2 separate regions of the Sus scrofa genome follow, and region 2 is linked to region 1. Evidence: chromatin contacts called from public Hi-C data. All regions are on one chromosome and are shown on one strand. The core of a region is the stretch at or near the end of the contact, and the rest is flanking DNA. Distances in the headings are between cores, read along the strand shown. Region 1 has its middle 31 kb from the start of CRTAC1. Region 2 has its middle 46 kb from the start of LOXL4.

Region 1 (3,052 bases), core at 211-2,710:
TGATCCCAACCCAGTGCTGTGGGTTAAGGATCTGGTGTGGCCGAAGCTGTGGCTTGGATTCAATCCCTGGCCCGGGAACTTCCACATTCCTCAGGTACGGCAAAAAAGAGAAAGAAAAAAAAAAGAGTAATGTGTTATTCATTAAAAGCAAAATAATTAAAAGAGTCTGAAAAAGAAGGGATATATGTATATGTATAACGGAATCACTTGATTGTACAGGAGAAATGAATACAACATTGTAAATCAACTCTATTTCAATACGATTTTTGAAAATGAAAAACCAAACCAGACAAAATAACAGCAAGTGTACTTCTTTCGATGGCTAAGGAAGAGCGGGCATCGGAGGAGACACAGGAGGGAACGGCATCCAGACGGTGGGCAGACAGAGAAGCAGGGGAAGGGGAGCAGCAAAGGGCAACCAGTGAACGGGAAGCATCTCCCTGTTACCTCTGACCCTCTACATCCCTCGCTCACTGCATCTGCTCCCCAAATACGCACCAAATTCCACCCTCAAGATGACCCAGGTGATTCATATCCCAAGTCTCCGGATCCCTTCATGCCAGGGTCGCCCCACCCGGAAGAGCAGTGTGTGCGGTGGAGAGAACAAGGATGACACGCCCGCTGGATTATCTCTTTTAAGCCTCAAACCAGCCCCACGAGGTCAACACTCCCATCCCCACTTTACGGATGGGGGAGGTTGAGGCTCAGAGGGTAAAGTATCCAAGGCCATAAAATTAATAAGCTTTACAACAGGGAGTTACTTCCAGGTCTCACTTGAAACCCAGTTGTAGCTTTGGCTCTGCCATGACCCATGGGACCCTGGTCAAGCCATCTCACCTATTCGGGCCTCAGTTTCCCCAGTTGTAAAACAAGGGGCTCTTGGGACACCCCCGCCCCCAGGACCGTCCCACTTCCAGATATGCCTTTGCACCAAGGCAGCCCCTCACCCGCTTGGGTCCTGCATTGTGCCAGCAGGATACTTCCTATCTCCCTGCAGCTTGGACCCCATCTGGCAAACAGTGAGCTGACAATCCCACGCCTCACCTTCCCCCACCTGAGCCAGCCCGACCCCTGCAGCTGCCCCATCATCAGCTTCCTCGCTCGCCCACCTCTGCTTCTTCTTCACTGAAACTACTCCTTCTCTCCATCTGCTAAGCCTCGACCAACCAGGAACCGCTTCTCCCTCTCCCGGCTCAGAGTGAGCGAACTGCCTGGGGGTAGGGCGGGCTTCTTCCCTCCTGTTGCCATTAGGGGTGTTGGCCAAACAGGCAGATGCTCAATCGAATTTGATGCTGCAAGTAGTGGGAAATGGGCAAAGGACCATAGAAACGTGACATAGCATAGAGATGACCCTTTTTCTTTCTTCTTCGCTCCTTTTCCCCACAATCCATGGGGACCCAGTGGAAGGCAACCCCTATTTATGTCAGACACAGGTGCTATGTGGCAGGAGGGGGTAGAGGGCAAAGGAGAACAGAGAGGGGAAAGCTGCAGCAAGTAGCTGTAGAGGTTGGTGATGACACACTGCCAGGGCTGGGAGCCAGCCAGGGCACCTGGGCGAAAGCATTGGCAAAACAGGTCAATGTCTTGGCACATCTCCTCCTCTTGGGATTTGGGTCAAGCTCTAAGCTGGAGGACAAAATGCCTCCTCTGAAGGCCTCTGAGGGAAAAAGGTGGGGAGGCTGGGCCTTTGGGGAGCAGGGGGAGGAGTCGCTGGTCACCAGCTCCAGCAGAATCCTAGGCTACAGGACACCCCAGGCAGCTGGGACCCTTGCCACTCAACCAATAACACTAACGGTGACACCTTTTATTGGGCAATGCTCAGTGTTTACAAAGCCTTCACATCCATGCCGTAATTCTGTAATGGAGCAAGGAACTCATGAATTCTGCCCTGGCCCAGGCACCTTTCCTCCCAGCAAGGATCCTGACATGGATATAGGTTATAAAGGAGGGAGCCCAGGGGAACGGTGCTCGCCTCTTAGAGCGGCAATATTAACCGTGCAGTGGTTAAGTGCCTGGATGATGGAGTCAGACTTGCCAGATCTGAATCCTGGCAGCACCATGTACTAGCTGTGTGACCTCAGGCAGGTTATTTGCTTCCCCTCCTCATGCCTCGGGTTCCTGCAGTCTCAGAAAGGGAGTAAAATCGGAATTATGTGCTAGGTTGTCGGGAGAATTAAATGCATTTCATAGTCGCACCACACTGCTTAAGTGTTAGCGATTATTGCCATGATTATGTTGGGTTGGAACTCCTATCCCAGTAGGCTGAACTGTACAAGGACACTCTTTCCTGGTACCAAAGGAGTCCATTTAGACCCTTCAATATTCAAACTCAAAACTGGGAACATGATGCCTCTGTGGGATGGATCCAAGGTCATATCAAGTCAAAGGATGGGTGAGAGAGCAGCAAGGGAGGGGACTTGTCCTAATGCCTAGCATGAAGCTGGCCTAACCATCCTCCCCAAGGCTCCTTAGGTCTAGGGGTCACCCCAAGTGTGACGGCCTCCAGGAGACATGAAAAGGGGATGAGATGACAGCATCTTCTCACAAGGGTTGTTGACATTGGACCATAACCCAACTGCAGCATCCTCAGGGGTGAGCCAGAAAGTGAGGTGGCCAGGACCTGCTACATAATCTGACAAGGGGCTTAACTGCCACCATCCTCTGTCTCTTCACCAAGCCTCTGTAGTGGCTGAACAGAGCCTTTGAATTAGCCTGTTCCATCCAACACATGGATGCAGAACCTGGAGTATAACCCAGATCCTCTGACTCTTGTCCTGACTGCCCACAGAGCTAATCTCACTCTGCACATCAACTCTGCTGGCCACTGTTCCGAGCATCTCTGAGCCTTTCTCACCATCAACAATCTGGGGGTCATATTTCTAAATGAGCTCACAGGCTGGTTTGGAATTGCTCTGGGAATGGCAAGCGAGCCTTTTGCAAGTGAGCCGGACTGCATAGATGGAATGAATAGTGCGCTCAGGCTCATGAGTCGTGCTTCTAGAAAAAAGCAGGTTCTGGCAGGGTAGGATTCCTGGGTGAGGGAGAAAGATAC
Region 2 (3,052 bases), core at 289-2,788, 220 kb before region 1:
CACACAGCAGGCGTTTCATACAATGTGGTCAAAGGAGCTAGTGGGGAAATGAGTGAACACTGGCTTCTGGCCTCCCCTGCTTTTTGCTCAGGCACAGCCTCCGCGAGCACCCGTCCCCAGCTCCATCAGCTCTGCATGGTGGGTGACTCTGCAGCCCAGGCTTCCAACCATGTCTCGGATCTGGGCGCCCTGATCTCTGCAGCAAAACCCTGGGCCTGGGCCTTCTGTCGTGCCATGAGGCACCAGCGAGAGTGTGTGACTGTCGGGGACAAGAGCCGGTCAGGGCTCTCCACAGTGAAATGTCCAGAGGATGCAGGAAAAAGAAACTTCAATTTTCTGCTGCCACTCTTGTGGGTGTGGCTTCACAGGTGGAAGGCAAGTGATTTGGTTCACCCCCCTCTTCCTCTTCCTTCTCCTCCTTGCCCCTCCCCCTCCCTCTCCCCCCATCCCCTATCCCCTCCCCCCCCCCGGGTCTGGGCTGCCAAGCAAAGAGGCATAAAGTCAGGGTGAGCAGAGGCCAGGTCTCCTGAATGTCCCATAGAGAAGGACACATCTTGCCTGGATCTTCAAGGACTCAGAGCCTCAGAGAGCAGAGGGCTTCTAAGGGTGACCAAGATGTAGAGAGACAGACAGGGTGGGCTCTGGAGCCAGGCAGGCCTGCTGCTTCCTCCTAGCTGGTGGCCTTGGACAAGTCTCTAAATTCCCTCATCGGTCAATGCAGGACAGTAAGACCTACCTTAATTGTGCAGATTAATGAAGTATCAATACGTGAAGGGCCCCACCTGGTTCTCTCCAGGTCGGGTTAGCAACAGGCTGGGCTTTCCCCTTGGGTCCGTCAGTGGGTCTGAAACAGCAGCTTTATACAGAGTGGTGGTTAGACGCACAGGCCCTGGAGCCGGCATCCTGGTTTGGGCTCAAGAGCTAAAGCGCTCCATCCACGTGACTGCATAGGTTTCCTCTGCGCCTCCGTCTTCCCAGCTGCAAACCGGGAGTTCCGTGCTCCTTTTCGCAGCTGTTGTGAGGATTCAACAAGACAAAGGGCTTGCTCGACGTTCCTATAACCAGTTACCGCCCAGCAGCGTAAGAGGCAGTGCCCCCCACCTCGTCAGCAGGAAGTAGGGAAGTACTGTCACCTGCAGGGCCCGAGTGAAAAGGCCCCCCCCTCCCTGCTCCTCACTCTGGGGTGCCCGATCCAAAAAAATGAGAAACAAGTATGATAGCCCTTAACCCTCAGATCCCTGCCCCCCACACCCAAAGAGAGGCCCCGGCAAAGATTCAGGAACTGAAGTCTGGGGCTCTGCACAGACACCCCTGGATGAGAACCCCAGCTTCATGAAACGAAATCTTAAGCTAGTGACGTAACCTCTCTGAGTCTCAGTTTCCTCACCTGTAAAATGGGAATATCTCTTAGGGCTCTTGTGAGGCTTAAATGAGATCACGCACGTAACTCATTTAGAACAGACCCTGGCAAATAGTGAGCACTCAGTCAAGCTTAGCTTTTATTTTCTACGGTTCAGCACTTTACAGTTTGTAAAACATTTCCACATACATTCTCTCTTCTTGGCAATCCAGGCATAATGACAGACACCTGGGGTGGGGGCCCTTCAAGGCTACCCATGCCAGGGTAGGGATAATCCCGGTTGGACAGAAGAACCCCAGGCTCAGGAAGATCACACGACAGGCCCAAGGCAGGGCCAAGCCTGCAGGACCCCCGGAGGACAGCCCCTTTCCCCAGTGCCAGGCTAGGTCCCCACCCGGGGAAACATGGCACCACACCCATGAAGGCACTTAATTCTGGTACATCCCTAGGCAGCTACGTCACGTCTTTGCCTGGGCTCTGCTGAGTAAACAGCTCTGCTACGTGTCATCCCCGAGAAGAGGCCACTGTTACAAGGCCAAGGGTGTTGACCTGCTGGAAACAGTTGCCCGCCTATTTTTATCCTGCAAATAAATGCTTGGATTCTGGCCAGAGGCAGAGTGACCTCAATATAGATGAGAGTGGAGCCCTGTGGACGAACCCCCCCCTCCCCCGCAGCTGGAGGCAGATGGCTCCTCCTTAGTTGTTTTGCAACATGTTCTCCTGATTCAAATGCAGGCTGCGTCAGTCCCCTGTGGGGATACGTTATGAAAGCTGTGGCCGAACTGTGTTCCCCAAACACTTGTTTGCTGACCCAAGAGATCCCTTTAGCTAAAAGCCTCAAAGCCCTGAGTAATCCCTCAATTTCAAAAGACATCCTTTTAAGAAGGCAGCCAAGGCTGCACCCAAGCCTCAGCAGACACATATGCTGCAAAGAGAAAAGACTGATAGCCCCCAAAGATGGAAACTTCTGGTTTATTTTAAAAGAAGAGAACACATTCATTCTCCTCTCAGCCCCACCTTGAAGCTGCCGCAGGTGTCCCGCGATGTGTTCCATGGAATATTCTGAGGACGTTAATAAATAATTCACCAGAGGCATCGGAGCGGGGGGCTCCGTTGCCAAACAGGTTTGGGAAATTCTGGACTAAAGAAAGTTAAATCCATGTCCTTCCTTCTCAAGCCTTTGAAAATGCTGATGGGGATGAGCTGCAAGAGAAAGATCCAGAACGCCATGCTCCCCAAACACCTTTGAAGACCCTCACCCGAGGACTCTGCTCCCTCTGTCCCCCTCCCGAGACCTGCCGTATTCATCTTTGCTTCCTCAAAGCGCCTGGCACAGCAGCGGGCCCACAGTAGCTGTAATAAAAGTTTGTTGAATTGAATTGACTCCTAAAGCCCTTTAATTCTAAAGCTGTTTGTCAGCAGCTTTCCAAGGACGCTGTCCTTGGAATTCCTGAAACAGATTTGAATGCTCTCAAGTGTCTCTGATTTCTTGGAACACTTTCTACTTTTGCCTCAATTAAATACAGTTTAGATTAAACACAGCCAGGATGTTGCTGGTTTCCGAGAACTCCTCTCTGAGATATCAACCCCTTAATTTTATTTATTTATTTATTTATTTAAGTTTTTTTTGTCTTTCTAGGGCCGCACCCGTGACATATGGAGGTTTCCTGGCCAGGGGCCTACACCACAGCC

The links. Hi-C and Micro-C count contacts between places; a contact is called where the count stands out from the background.
Region 2: a Hi-C map of liver shows a contact between it and region 1, with 1.7 times the contacts expected there. The contact joins two enhancer-like sites. A contact is called at or near these places in 3 of 47 Hi-C or Micro-C datasets (embryonic fibroblasts, liver and skeletal muscle).

The regions. Positions count from the first base shown.
Region 1 is chr14:109,420,234-109,423,285 of Sscrofa11.1, reverse strand. No RefSeq gene overlaps it. Among named protein-coding and RNA genes, the nearest start is that of CRTAC1, 31 kb to the right of the region's middle. Within about 2 kb of position 1,460, at least 2 of the 83 cell types and tissues checked have an H3K27ac peak or open chromatin away from gene starts, as enhancers often do. A contact at or near this core is called in liver, where this site is marked.
Region 2 is chr14:109,637,482-109,640,533 of Sscrofa11.1, reverse strand. No RefSeq gene overlaps it. Among named protein-coding and RNA genes, the nearest start is that of LOXL4, 46 kb to the right of the region's middle. Within about 2 kb of position 1,538, at least 43 of the 83 cell types and tissues checked have an H3K27ac peak or open chromatin away from gene starts, as enhancers often do. A contact at or near this core is called in liver, where this site is marked.